2 separate regions of the Danio rerio genome follow, and region 2 is linked to region 1. The links are chromatin contacts, called in public HiChIP or PLAC-seq maps. All regions are on one chromosome and are shown on one strand. The core of a region is the stretch at or near the end of the contact, and the rest is flanking DNA. Distances in the headings are between cores, read along the strand shown.

What was found. HiChIP or PLAC-seq counts read pairs in DNA pulled down with a chosen protein or histone mark.
Region 2: a contact with region 1 is called in an H3K4me3 HiChIP or PLAC-seq map of gastrula embryo, with 7 times the contacts expected there. The contact joins the promoter of cxxc5a here to the enhancer-like site in region 1. A contact is called at or near these places in 6 of 18 Hi-C or Micro-C datasets (embryo, fibroblasts, hematopoietic stem cells and 2 more) and 3 of 4 datasets of contacts at active chromatin or transcription factors (embryo, gastrula embryo and pancreas).

Annotation. Positions count from the first base shown.
Region 1 is chr21:31,877,678-31,885,500 of GRCz12tu, reverse strand. It overlaps zgc:100829, which reads right to left. Exons shown (of 8, transcript NM_001003543.2): 7 at 7,615-7,789. Among named protein-coding and RNA genes, the nearest start is that of zgc:100829, 39 kb to the right of the region's middle. Within about 2 kb of position 4,595, at least 27 of the 62 cell types and tissues checked have an H3K27ac peak or open chromatin away from gene starts, as enhancers often do. A contact at or near this core is called in gastrula embryo, hematopoietic stem cells, pancreas and 1 more, where this site is marked.
Region 2 is chr21:32,010,421-32,018,243 of GRCz12tu, reverse strand. It overlaps cxxc5a (CXXC finger protein 5a), which reads left to right and starts at 4,579. Exons shown (of 3, transcript XR_012397226.1): 1 at 4,579-4,821.

The sequences.
Region 1 (7,823 bases), core at 3,346-5,845:
GACAACTTCAAAACACTCTCACACTTGCCCTCTTCAACACCACACCTTTCTTCTGCCCTTTTCCCTCACTTCGCACTCTGTTCTATCCTTTTTTTTTCTTTCTCTGCTCTCATTCAGTGTGTTTTTTTCCTGGGCTGCCGACTGCCAGACCGGAGGTCGTCGGCGCAGGAAGTAGAGCAGGGACGCAGCTGGGTGTAGTTGGTGAGTGTGTGTGTGTGTGTACACGGTTATGGGTGCGTAAGAGTGTGTGTGGTTACACTGTGTGTATGTGTGTGTAATTGAGAGATGGAGGGATGGAAGATGAGGAGAGGAGGGCCGCAGGGATGGCGGCGGAGAGCAGACAGACGCTGCTCAGACACCAGAAGGCTTGAGGAGCTGCTTATTTTTAGCCACGTCCCCAGGGGACACAGATGTGTGAGTGCGTTCGCTCTCTTTCGCTCGCTCTCACAAACACATATACCCTTTCTCCTTTACACATACAAACTACGACACACATTTTACCTCTTCTCCTAAAAAACACACCCTGGTCAAAGACTCAACCCCACGTGTGTGGCTGTGTCAGTGGAAATGTCCCAGTGTTGAATCATGAAAACATCAGCTTTCAAGCAGACAAAACTGAATTAGTCTCTCACTTTAAGACCTAGTTTGTTTCTCATCATTCGCTCTTTAACCTTGGGTACAGATAATGAAGATGAATAGAATTTGACACAAAAAAAGAGCCATTAAAAGGCAAATTGGGCACAAAATAAAAGGCATTATAATATTTCAAATATTTAAAGTTATTTACAGTAATTTAATATTTCATAATGTAATCACATATCTTTTGTTGCAATAAATATATATAAATAAATGTAAAAAAAATAGACAGACAGACAATCAGACAGACGTGTGTACAATAAATAAATTCAAATGATAGGTCCTGCAAACAAAATTGAAAATACAAAAAATAAAAGGCTAATATTTCAAATACTATAAATATCAATAAAATGATGTTTGAATTATTTTTTATCTACAATAATTTAGTAAGTAAAATACATTAAAATGTCTATTTTTTCCTTTTTATTTTGGCACAGAACATGACCCAGATGTGTTTGACGTGATTCAGTGTCTTGCTTCTGAAGCCCTGCCCCTTGATCTTCCTCTTCTTTCCTCCCTCTCTCCCTCTCTCTCAGTCTCCCCGTGGCCCCTGACCTGTGGTTCCTGTGTTAATGTCCTCTCGCCGCTCTGCGTGGGCTCTGCCACTGATTGTCTCACTGTGTTGTGTGGTCGCCACAGAAACCCTGGACAGGCTCCAGCGACTGAGGCGGACACACACACACACACACACACACACACACACACACACACACACACACAGTCACACTCGTGATCTGAAGCTGTTTGTTCCACCGCATTTTCCACGCCCCACTAGTAGTCCGTTCTGTGTCCTACAAACACACGCATGTGTGCGTCCATAACACACACACACACATACACACAGTTCCTGCTGTTAGCTGACACCAGCGTAACGACTGCGCCTCTCGCCGTTTTCCATCCTCCCATAACCTCGCCGAACCTGAGAGCGTTTCACAGAGCTGTCAGCCCCTTCAAAGCTCTGCTGAAACCAAATGCTTCATCCAGACCGGCCAAAACTGCCCCCGCGCAATCACTTGTGACAAAGCCTGTAAGCACCTGATCGCAACAAAACCCGCCTGCCCCATCAATAACTGCTGTGCGTGTCTGTGAAAATGAGAACACATTGATAGGGATGTTTTCAATTTCACCATAGACACCATAAGCAGAATGAAGAGCCGAGTTGTGCTGTGGACCATGAACTGAGAGATCTAAATTTGTTTGATCTTTTAAATGTACAGTATGAAAGGTCACTGTATTATGTCTAAAAAAAAAAATTCTGTGAGTTTCAGAACACAAACTTTACCATAAAATCACCTTATATTGTAGTCAATCTGCCAAAACAACAGCAATGTGGTAATGTTCAATAGTGAGTCTGAACTCCACCTCCACAGAAAATGATCAACACTCACATTTTTCTACATGAAGGTATGGGTGTACTCACACTAGGCTTTTCGAATCATGCAAGGCACATTTAATCCCCAATTTTCCAGTTTGTTTGACAAGTGTGAGTGCTCCGAATCGGACCCAGGTGCGGTTCAGTTGGCCAACCCTGGCCTGGTTGGAAGAGGTGTGCCAGAGCCTGGTTCGATTGGACTTTGGCGCAGTACGCTAGTAGTGCACTAGAGTGCAAAACTAAAGACTTGACTTCACTTTTAAGGGACTGTTTCATATGGATTTATTAATCATTCTATCCAGTCATCAAACCATCATTTGGTTTATCAAAGGTGCAAAGCCGTTGCTTGTTCACGATGACTTTCATGATCATTTATTAGCGTCAAAAGTGGTGGATGCGTTCAGCAAAAGATGTGACTGTGCGTCACTGCATCACAAACGGTTTAAAGTAATACAAAATAATATAACTAGAGCAATCTCTATTGTACTGCATTGTATGGAGAGAGAGTCACATCATCGATGACGTAGGCATGCTCAAGCTCTGAAGGCAAAAAAATTCTATGTGAGTGTGGGCCGAGATGGAGAGGAGAGAGAGAAGTGTGACAACTTTGCCTCGTGTGAGTACACTCTAAAAGGTAAGGGTCAGGACACACCAAGTTGACGCCAACAACTGGCATCAATGAAACCCAACTGTGTTGTCACCTCACATTGGATTGCATATGGACAAAAAGCTGCATGTGAACACACCAAACAGAAGAAAGCCGACTGAAACTAGAGCCGCGTTCTGCAAAGACACGTCTTTTTGTGTGGAGGGTAGTGTATTCTTATTTCACAAAGGGAAATCGAATTTCTGATGCACAGACAAACCATAAACAAATTAGCATTTGGTACCTTTATAACAGAAAATAGGTGCATCCAAAATTGCATACTTATATGCCGTTTTGAAGTATAAATAGTGTAAGTTCACACTAAAAACTGTAAATAATAAGTTCACTTTAATTACCTGCATGATGCACTTATTCAATCGTTAAAATGAAGTGTGGAATGATGGAAACTTGATGCACTCAAAAGTCGCAGCTTTGCTCATGAAGCGGAAGGGGCGGAGCAATCGGGCGCACATGTTGGATTACATCATTTATTTCTCAAAGCAAAATTCTCCTATGAGAGTGATTATAGCACCTCCTGATGATGAATGTGGTTAGACTCATGGCAGGTATTATTTGCTACTTTAGTCATTTATTTTACTAATTTGGCAACCGTCAAATGTCACCTGGGAAATGGTTTGAATTTCGGCTTAGGAAAAAAAATGTTAGCATTTCATTTGGGATGACACTGCATACATATACTATGCTGTTGAAGGTGTAAGTGCATATGTACATAGTGCATAAGTGCATAGTGTGCAATTTGGGACACAGCTATTGTCACTCAGCATAGAGCGATTTGAATATTTGAGAAATGGAGCAAAATTACAGCAGGCGTCTTCGTGTTCCTTCTTGACTTGAACTGTTTACTTGCTATACAATACACTCGTGCTCTGTTTCGTTGCTGTGTAACCAGTCAGAGCGCACTCTTCACCTGACTGTCCTATGCAGATTTGACATGCTGGATCGGGCCAACAAGATTTCATCTTTAGTTCTATAACGCTTTTACAATGCAGATTATGTCAAAGCAGCTTAACCTAGAAGTTGTAGTAGATTGAAATTAAAATAGTTTTTAGAGAGTTCAGTTCAGTCTGGTTTAATTTTCACTGCTGAAAGTCCAAACACTGGGAAGCAAATACATCGATGCGCAGCTCCACAAGTCCCAAACCAAGCAAGCCAGTGGCAACAGTGATGAGGAACAAACTTCACCAACTGACGAAAGTGAAGGAAAAAACTATTTCTACTCTGGTCGAAGATCCGACATTAACTTGATGAGAGCTGATATATGGAACACACCAAACCAACTAGCCTAAGCGACAGACCGACAAAGCCCAACGGCTGACCCTCAGCTTGGTGTGTCCTGACTCTATATAACCATGATCAAATACAGGTCTACACAGAAACCAAGCAATAACAATTCTCTATTAGGAATGAGAGGTTGAACTTTATTTTGGATGAAGTTTTAGACTGCTCGAGTAAGATCTTCACTTCATTTTACCTCAGATTTTTTATATTTTGTTAAATATGCACAACAATTATCCAATCACAGCAGTGGGCATTTACTTGAGTCTGTAATCCACCAAACCCATTCAAACAGCTTGTTCAAATAACGAAGGTCAAAACACCCCCCAAAATAATATATTCCTTCTATATCAAGATGTTTTTAATGTAAAAAAAAAAAAAAAAACTTGATAAATTTATCAGCAGACCTTACAGATCATTAAAAAGGCAGTTCGTGATCTGTTTAAAAGCACGCTATCTCTTTAAATGCCCCCACCACTGTGAGCGAGGAGGGTTAGAAGTGGGGCAGAGGGCAGAATTCCGGAGCGGCATGTCTGTGCGCTGAGCCGGGCCGCGGGGGGGTCACGCCTGCCAGGGGGAGCATGAGGAGGAGGAAGGGGGAGGCTGGGGGCCCTGTCACTTATCAGCTCCGGCCGAGCGTCGCCCAGGGCCAGAGTCGGGAAGCAGCGCTGGAATGTGTGTCCTTCCCTCTGAAGGTGAAGTGAAGGGACTCACACTCACACAGACACACTCTCAAATGCTCACGCACACACAAACACACACACACACACTCACTCACGTGCGTGCAGAGACGGAACGAGCAGCTGTGGGAAGCTGTTGCATTCACGCACATGCCAGGATGAACATGTACGCTACTCACACACATTTCCGTGATTTGCGCGTTTTGGAGCTGAGCTACAAAATAAAAAACTATTCAATTATACCCATATTTTTTATTTGCATAATTACATTTTTTGTGCATCGAATTCTTAGAGTAGGTGATAAGATATTATATTCACACACACACACACATACACAAAAATAAAAGAGTTCGTTTACTTTACCTGCTCTAGGTAATATGGGGACATGGAGGGTTTTTGGAGTTTATGGGCTGTATTTTGTTTGTATGTCCAGCAGGGGGCGCAACACCAACTACAGGAATTGTGTGTGCAATTTCTAATAATGCACACTGGATGGCGCAGGTTTTGGGTTTGGAGTGAGTCATAACATCTGCTGAGGTAGGACAGTGTTCAGAACGAATGCTCATTGAAGAAAAACACCCATGAGCTGATCAAGAGCTCGTTTTTGGATGAACTTGAGAAGATTTTAGACAAATACGAAGCCAAAAGATATCAGCTGTAGGTTTTTGTAGATTCTTGTTTCTGGCTTTTGTCCTTTCTGCTTTCTGACTCAGAAATTGTGCAGGCAGCTGTCATACAAACAAGTATCATTTATAATATAGTATAATGTACTATAATAAGATAATATAATTTAATAAAGTATAAGTGTTTTTTATGTTTACTGCATTATGACTCAGCTTAAATTTCTTTTTTCAAAATTAAATAAAAACATTGACATTTAAACTACACGCTTATTGTAGTTATTGCACATAATTAGGATTAGATGATAAATCAATTTTAACTCACTTTTCTTTCCAAAAATAATTTTAACATTTACAATTAAGTGAGTATTTCCAGTGGCAATTTTCATATCTGGTACTGTAAAGGCTAATTCACACTACAGTGACACTGATGAAACCTGACCAATTGTTTTGGTAGATTAGTGCGTTTTCTTGGTCAGATCTTATTTTCACCAACTGAACATGCTGAATCGACAATTGTCATGTAGTAGATTGTCCTGAAAATGACATGCGTAAACCAGTAGCCATTGACTTCAGTAGAAGGAAAACATACAATGGGCGGGTTGTGAGACATTTGGTTCAGAAAACATTCTGGGGGTGGGGTTTGCATGATACGCTGGGAGCTATTGGCGGTAAAAACCCTGGCTCGCACTGGCCCGACAGTGGAAATGCAGCTTATAAAAGCAATGGTTACAGGTTTCCAGCTTTCTTCAAAATAACTTCATTTGTGTTCAACAGATGAAATAAAGTCAAACAGGTTTAAAACAAGTAAATGGAACGTAAATAATGGCAGAATTTTAATTTTTGGGTGAATTATTAAAGGGTTAATGATTAATTAAATAATTGATTGCAAATTAAATTTAAAAATAAAAATGTGATTTTTTTGGAATTAAAATAGCATCTCACCATATCCTTCAACCCTCCTGTTTTTCCCAGGAATCTCCCGTATTTTAAATTCTATCCCGATATCATCTTGTAAAGATATTTTCCCGTATTTCTCCAAGATTTTCATCTTTCTATGAAGGGTGCGTTCACACTTAGTTCCAAGATGACAAAATGGAAAGACGTACGCACATCACGGTAATTGTGCTTCTAGTGAATCTTTTGATTTTGATAACATACAGAGAGCGAGATGTGTCTATTTGCCGCAAATAATATTAAAAACATAACGCAATGTCTGCAGACGTTGTTTTTGGAGGAGACATTATCACTGTGTTTGCCCTGGCTCAGTCCCGCTTGTCACCAAGGTAACGTTTGGTGATACACAGACATACACACATTAATGAACATTATGAAAACTACAGTTTTTTACAATTGGCAGTTCACTTCTGTTCTTTGGTACAATTACATTCATATCAGAAGTGAACTCGACCAGAGTACGCACGAACTATACCACAGACCATCTCTTTCAGGCAGGCTCGGGTACAGTTCATGGGAGTGCACCCCAGTTCAGATGACATCGTTCACTTTAGCTAAATGTACCGCTCTCTGACGTCAAATTAACCCGGGTGTGGACCAAAAGTGCAAGTGTGAAAACACCCTGAAGAGCTGAGCCGATCCTCCCTATTACAAAACTCATACCGCCGAACCACCAGGGGATGCCCTTGACTCTTAAATGTGAATCTGATCTGTGCTTTCATTTTATTTAGGCATGAAAACACTTTGAAATAAATATAAAAACTTCCCTTTTTTAATAAATATAAAGAGATTCCCCTTTTTTCCATTACTGGCGGCGCTGCCACTCGTATGCAATCCTCAAAACAGTCAGTTCATGTAGCAGTGTCTAAAACCTTTCCACAGTGATAAATAGACACTGTTTCCCAAACAGATCCTGTACATGCTATTTAAAAAAAGCGAAAGTGGACACTGGGGTTTGTGTGTGTGTTTGAACAGACATACACACATAATATTAAAATTATTATTTCCTACTTCACACCCCAATGTTGACAGGTGCATTTCACATGTTTGGAAACTTCATTCTTGATGTTACTGTAACTTTCAAAGAAAAATATTCAAAAATCTTCTTTCATGATCATAATACTTTAATAGAAGCATAAATATTGTTTTGTAATAATTGGAGATCCTTAACAATATTACCATTTTAATACATGAAGTAAATTAAACATCTCACTGCCAAGATCAATGAACACCAGGGATACAGTGGCAGATAATGGTGATAATTCCAGTGTCAAATGAAACGACTTACTCTCATACCAGCACACGACAGATCCGCAGAAACAAATTCTCCCTGACTATGGAATTATTAACAGATAATAAATTATAAATAATACAAATTCTGGTAGCTAGCGGAAAAAGGTGTCTCACCTCTGCTAGAGTGTGTTTTAGGGGTGTCTTGGGGATGCAGTCTGGTCTCGTCCTCTGTGCTGAGGGCCGCGGGTGTCTGGAGGCTGGAACTCGAATGGGCCTGATAGCAGATTGAGGACAGCAGTGCTGAGTCATTATCCTGAGAGCGTCCTGAATCAGCCTCCTCTCTGCACTCCTGCCATACAGACAAGTACAGCATAGCAGGACTC
Region 2 (7,823 bases), core at 3,330-5,829, 130 kb before region 1:
GGCTAACTAGGCAGGATAGGGTAATTAGGCAAGTTATTGTATAATGATGGTTTGTTCGGTAGACTATCGAAAATAAATATAGCTTAAAGGGGCTAATAATATTGACCTAATAATGTTTTTTTAAAAATAAAAAGCTGCTTTTATTCTAGCCAAAATAAAACAAATAAGAGTTTCTGCAGAAAAAAAATAAAATATATTATCAGTCATATTGTAAAAATTTCCTTGCTCTGTTAAACAACATTTGGGAAATAATTAGAAAAACAAAAATCAAATGGGGGGCTAATAATTCTGACTTGAACTTAATGGACACAAATGTGTAGAATTTTCTCAATAGCCAGAGATTACACAAAATCATTTTAGGGCCCCATAAATTTATGTGTTGCCGTGTGAATAAATAAACCAAAAGTACATAAATAAACTAATAACACAAATAAACCAAAAGTACACACTTAAGCTATTAAAACATGAAAGCATGTAAACATTAAGCCCCTCAAAAATCGCCAATCCATAAATATTTTACTGCAGAAAACAGCTAAATACAAGTTATAGGTTAAATTTTAATAAGTGACATAAATATATTACTATTGTCTTAATTTTTTAACAAAATAATAATAAATTATTTATGTAATAATTAGTTATTTATGAATTATGATATTATTAATATTTAAACATGTCTTTTAAAACACAAATAATTAAAACAAGCTCCAATCTGAGAGTCATAGTATTTTTTTCCTTTACTTAAGAACCCATCAGGGCACCACTCAAATTTGTGTTGGTCTATAAGTACTTATTTGACAGTAGATGTTCTTCTATGGAGCAAAGTGTTCTGGTTGAACAAAACTGTGCAGTTAATGCAGCTCAAATGCTGATATTATTAAAGTAGCCTATTCTTAATTAAAAAAGAAACTGAAATTCATATTAGTTTTCCAATTCAAATTATCACACCAATTATAATATGCTAATATGATCATTTATGACAGATAAAGTATTAATTTTAAAATGTAAGTGGTCTTGAGTGTTTTGGGCTCCACTGTATTTATACTGAAGCATTGGCACGCTTGCTAATATTAACCCATAACTGCAGCCAAACCACACAGCGGCGTTTCGCTTGGCTCACTTCGGCAGCTGGGGAAAAACAATATCCTTTTAATGCTGATGATGAATATGATAAAATATCCTTGCGTCAGGAGTAAAGTGTCTTTGATGCGCCTTCCATGAAATTACGGTTTAGTAAAGGCGCTATTTGTGTGAGAGAGCCGAGTATTAGTAGCGCATCCCCTCCCCATTCTCTCTCTCCCTCTCTCTTTCTCTCTCTTTTTCTCGCACGCGCGTTATTTTCCAGCTCGGAGCCTCAAACCCGCGCGGCTCGATCGATTCGCATTGATTGTCCCTGACGAGCTGCTCCACTTTCTAGCCAATGTCAGCCCGTCTGCGATCGGGAAGGAGAGAAATGAAGGAAAATCTCTGCCGCCCTGGCGGTGTCATTTCCACACACTTCGGTTGGCCGCCTGCCAGCAGACAGGACATTCAAAAGAAGCGGAGTGGACTGAGAGAAAGAGGAGCCGAGCGACCACAGCTGACCCCTGTTTACCACAGCAGACCAATACAGTTCACAGCGGCACAACGAGCGCGCTGCGTCACTGAGGCTTTTACAAAAACAACACTCAACATTTCACACATTTATGGGGCAGGGATAAATAATAATGTCCGAGTTTAATAACATCCTGTTTGTAGAAACATAATGATAAGTAGCTTATAGTCTATCATCATTTAAAAAGTTTTTTTTTTTTCGCTGCTTCTTCAAACTATATTTAAAATGAGCTTAAACAACACAACTCTGAAGATTTTTTAGGAAACATACTTTTTTATGCTCAACTTTTTTTATTCAATTTAATATGTTAACTTAATCGATTTCCCACCACTGGGTTGCAGCTGGAAGGGCATGCACTGTGTAAAACATATGCTGGATAAGTTAACGATTCATTCCGCTGTGGCGACCCCTAATGAATAAAGGGACTAAGCCGAAGGAAAATGAATGAATGAACTTAATTGATTTGTGTTGGGACAACATGATTGAATTGGGTGGAACTCTATTTTTATGTTGATTTCGTGGCTACACCTAATACATAAAAACTTGTATCCCTTTATACAAAATCATTTAGCAGTAAATGAGCAATAACAAGTAATAAGTAAAAAAGATAAGGTGTAAGCACCAAGTAAAGTTTATTCAAATAAATCTAGTCTGTTTATCATAAACAAGATTTTAAAAGATTATTTTTCTAATAAAATATATCTAATAAGCCTGAATAGCATAGTAAAACTGAATGACCTTGACAGTCATTGCAGGATTAAGGGGGTATTTATACAACATAATGTTATAAAAATGTATACATTTTGGCTGTCCATTTATAAAACAGAATTTTGGGGGTCTGAAAATGCACAATTGGAAATTTGAAAAAAATAAAAAAAGTTATTATTTTAAATAAACCTAATCTGTTATTTTACCCTAGCTGCCGGAGAAAAAACCCAGCCTAGTTAAAAACCTAGTTAAAATAACAAACTTTAAATGACAAAAATTTCCTTAAATTAAAATTTCCGGTAAATTTCTGTAATTTATTGTCTGTTATTTTACAGTAAATGTCTGTAATTTAAAATCCATTAATTTACATTCACCCTATCTGCTATTAAACAGTGACATTAAGTGCATAAAAATAGTGTGTTCAGTCTTCACGTCATGGATGCATGGATACTAGATTACAGTCCACTTGTTAAGTGTGACGTCACATGAAGCGGCTTCCGGGTCCAAGTGCTCTATCAAACTGCATGGGGAGACTCAACAAATGGTGATAATAAATGTTTACAAATGATGTAATACTTTCAAAAATCACGATCGCAAGATATCCATGCCTAATATCCGATTGCCAGAAAGTGATTAATATTTAAAAAAAATATTAAAATGTTGATGTCTGTGATGCGGCGACACAGTGGCGCAGTAGGTAGTGCTGTTGCCACACAGCAAAGTCACTGGTTCGAGCCTCAGCTGGGTCAGTTGGCGTTTCTGAGTGGAATTTCCACGTTCTCCCTGCGTTCGCGTGGGTTTCCTCCAGGTTTCCCCCACAGTCCAAAGACATGCGGTACAGGTGAAATGGGTAGGTTAAAATTGTCCATAGTGAATGAGTGTGTGTGTGGATTTTTTCCAGAGATGGGTTGCGGCTGGAAGGGCATCTGCTGCGTAAAAACGTGCTGGATAAGTTGGCGGTTCATTCCGCTGTGGCGACCCCGAATAAATAAAGGGAATAATCCGACAAGAAAATGAATGAATGAATGTCTTTGATGCAGAAAATTCAGACAATGTTGTGTAGGCTACATTATGATACTTTATAAAATTCACTTTAATGTGTGATATGACTAAAAAGTGGTCATAAGCGAATATATTCGCGGCTTGGACCTGAAAACAGTATTTCATTTTTCACGACTTAACAAGTGGATGGTCTATAGGATCACATGTGCGCAGATGCATAGTGTTTATTTACAAAGTGACATCGCCTACTACTGGTGTGGCATGAACAGTGATTTTAGTCGAATTCATTAATCTGTGTGAACAAGCATTTGTTCTGACAACACTTGTCGACATGTCAGAATGTAAAACTGGGGAAAATTTTGTATCACTTTCTTGTCACATGATAATGGCAAATTGCCTGAAGCTCGTGTAACAGCCGATGATGTTGGCTTTTTAAAACTTAAATGAATAATAATTAAAAAAAATCATTAAACCCTTTTTTTTAAAGAAATTATATTCAGTTTATGTTGGGCTACTTAATGATATCATCCAACTTACTATTAGTATAATTACAAAGTGAAATCAACTGTGATGGATTAACTTGTTATTTATTTCTAAAATATTTAATTTTAATACTCACAGATCATTGATTAACCACCACTGATATAGGTAAAAAGCACCCCATAAAATTTTGGTAGCAGCTGGAATGTACTTGGGGATTTATTGACACCAAGCCTAAAATCATAAAAAAATATATTATTATTATATTATTTGCATAACAAAGTTTCTAAAAGCGCAAGACATAATGCACTTTTAATACTTTATTATTTCATATTAATTTATTCCGTCGAGCAATACATAAAAACATCCCAAAATGAAAACAAATAGTAGGATTACAAAGTCATGCAGTCACCACGTGCATCCTTCTGACATTGTTTGATGGTAAATATGAATGTGTTGAAGGGAAGTTCAGTCTTAAAGCGGTATGACGACATATCAACTTTTGCTCCTGGAGAAAAAAAATCACAGGCTGCTCAGCGCACAGAGAAACAGAAGCGACACAGATCTCCTTCCGTCACATTAACCCGCAAATCATTCACAAAGCACGTGCACATCGAGAAACACCCTTTAGTTTAAGGTCCGACATTTAAAACGTCGGCGAAAAGAAGCGCCGCGTAAACGCGAGATGTCTTTGTTTATCTGTGTATTTTCTCCGCCTCAGCGTCGCCGAAAGTCCAGTTCGGTTTTTACGTGAAGCTCCAAAAATCTATGAAATGTGTTTGCATGTTCTTCTGGATGTAGAGGTGGGATTGCGAGAATCGAAAGGTTGGTGAGCCCACACGCTCAGCTTCCCAGAAAGTACGTTTAGCAATAATTCACCATTCTCTTCCTCACGCGCTCGGCTCGGTCGAAGGCTCCATGATTTCTGGAAGTCGAGAATAAGCTTTTTCTCCCTTCTTTTTGCCATCAATCTCAACGACAGGCTTGGAGAAGGGGCGCTCGGACAGTGGAAGCCCTCCCCTCCGCTCGGATCTGCCTTGGTAGGTGCGAATAAAAAAGGGGCCAGTGTTTGCAAATATGCAGATACATGGAAAGGGGGGAATCATACTTTGTTGAAGTCTGCTCAAAGTTGGGATGTCATCTTCCTAACGATTTCGTTGGCTGGGAGAACGGGAGAATGATTGTGCCGTACATTGTCAGGCGTGCTGCTGCAGACCGTTCACTGGCACCGCAGAGACCCAGGTTTCAGATCATTGAGTCTAGACAAAAGGTATTTTTGTGCTGCTTTAATGTCAAATTAAATAAGGATCCGACTCGTAATTAAGCGACCGCGCAATATTGGCTCGTTCTCGCAAATCTGAGCTTTATTTTCCTATGGAAACGCGCTCGCGCTTCCCAGGAAGTAATATCGCTTTGACTCTGTACAACGCGATTTAATCAATTGTCAGAATATACAAATCGTAAATGTATTTAAATGCTTTGGTGGGCTGTGCAAACTTATCACTCTCTTGAATAATTTGCTAGTAAAATTATGATGCCGATGACGTTTATGATAGTTGCTCCTCCAGCATGTAACGACAGGTGGTATTGTAGTTGATGATGCGTTATGTTATAGACGCGGAACTTTTGCTCTTCCAGCAGCTGCACACCTGTGCGTTACTAAAACGCTGTGCTCTTGAATATTGCTGTATATCGTTAAATAGAGGGTGTCTTGAATGTATTTGCAGTTTGATGTTTAGTCGCTCGTGATTTGAGGTGATTTGTGCAACTCGTCGCGGTGGGATTAGGCAAAAATGTGCGCTTCATTGTTCGCTGAGAGGATATTATCAGGCTGATGTCGCCGCGGAGAGCGCGCGGGGATTTACTGCTGCAGTCCGCGGCCGACAGCGCACGGCGCTCATGCACGCACTGTTTGTGTGATTGCCAGTCATTAACTTTCACTATGACGCAAAGAGTTGGAGAAGTTTTCAAGCGCATTTAACTTTGAGCTATGCAAATGCGCACAGGGACGCTCGGCAAAGTCCACATCTGGATAGGAAAACATGAATTATTGTCAGCGTCCGCTGGATCTCGTGCGCGAGAGTGTTCGTGTGTAGCGCTTGCGTGTGAGAGCGTGCATGCGTGAGTATGTGTGTGTGTGTGTGTGAAGCAGTGTGAGGAAGAAAGACAGCGGCAGGGGGAGATAGATAGGTGTGTGTGCGTGTGGTGTGTGTGTGTGTGTGTGTGTCTTGGGGGAGATATTACGTTGGACTCCGCATCACCTGAATTACTCGATATCTGCTTGCGTGACGTTTCCAAGTAACCTCACAGTGATTTTTTCCCTCCTTTCAAAAGCGTCAGCAGTCCGGTTTAGTGGCATGGTTTATCCATTAGGCTGCATTATTTTTGTTTTGGAATAATAATAGATTTTAGTTTAGTGTTCTGGATTGATTAATTCTAATGTGATTTAAAAACGAATAATTTATCATGTTTGGAATTACAAATAATGAATAAATATACTCATGAAATAATTTTAAGTAAATACAAAAGTTAATTAATCAACCTTATATAAACATAAGCAAGCACCAGGTCTAAAATTATCTTTCATAATTGCTAAAATCTAGTAAAAACGTTTTAGTGAGTTACAACAATACTCACTAGCTGGCCGGTAACTTAAAATTTGTAAATAATTATTATAATGCGATATAATTTAGCTTCTAAATTTTAATTTTTCAGCATTATTATAAAACTGCAAATAATTATTTTAATGCCTTCCGTGATAGCACACATACGCCACAAAGATCTTGTGTTGGTGTTTGTGTTTACATATGGAACACAATGGATTTGCTGAGCGTTTGCTCATCTTCAGTATGCCTGCAAGATGCTAATTAAACTTATAGACTATGTCTTTAGGATGTTTAGGATTTTAAATGATCATAAAATGTTTATTAGATGATTGTACACAGCAGATATTTTCCTGATGAAATGTTCTTTAAACACACTTTGCTAAATGCTATCGGGGCTAGAATTTGGATTAGCTGCTAAACTTTAGCATGAGTATCAGTTTGCAGAAACTTCTATCATCACTTTAGTATGTGATGTGGTTTAGCCACTAAAAATGTTAGCATAATTACATCACAAAATCACAAAGACTTTGAATGCCTAAGAAAATAAATATGGCTATAGCTATTAAACTTTAATGTGATTTAATATCACAAAGATTTGTATAATTGCAACTTTAGCATGCTTTAGCCTAAACTTTATTATGATTATAAAATCACAAAGACTGGACTATTTGTAATGTGAAGTGCGGCACTGTAATTTTCATACAGTTTTATGGCCACCAAAAATATATAAGTCATCACCATTAACGAATGTTATACTTCATTTATATTGCTAAAAATGTAAACTCTTTTTCACTGCAAGACTTTCCCTATTGTTATTCAATAGTGGAAGGACCAATTAGCCGCGTGTTTGTCCCTAGGGAAGAGTCACGAGCTCTCTCAGCAAACAGCTTCACATGACATATTACCATTAGAGGCCTTGCAAACTTAAATATGCATAAATGAATACATTTTGTCAGTTAACATAAATGTTTAAATAGTCCACTGTGGAGACATATCCAATGTTTCTTCCAATTAATAAGCTGAGATATCATTTTCATAACATGTACCATATAAAACAGCGCAGTGTGAGTGTCAACATATGCAAAGGCACATCGTGACCATCACTAATTGCTGAATTTGTCAGATGGAAATTAGAGAAGGAACAATGATTGCGATTTAAAGATTTTAAGGATTTACAGGAAGGCAAAGTTTAATATTTCCAGACCATCCTCTCCAATGGCTGTTTGGGTGTAATTAGCCATTACTAGACTTCCTTCCTTTTAATGTAGCGATATCAGTCATAAAAATCTCCAGACACATCTTTATGTAGCTATTATCTTGTGCTTTAGTACATTAATGATTCTGCTGAATATGTGTGTAGCCGATATCAGAGACACACAGCTTTTATACTTTTTGACACTCATTATGCAGTTAATAAATGCTGACCAAATCAGATT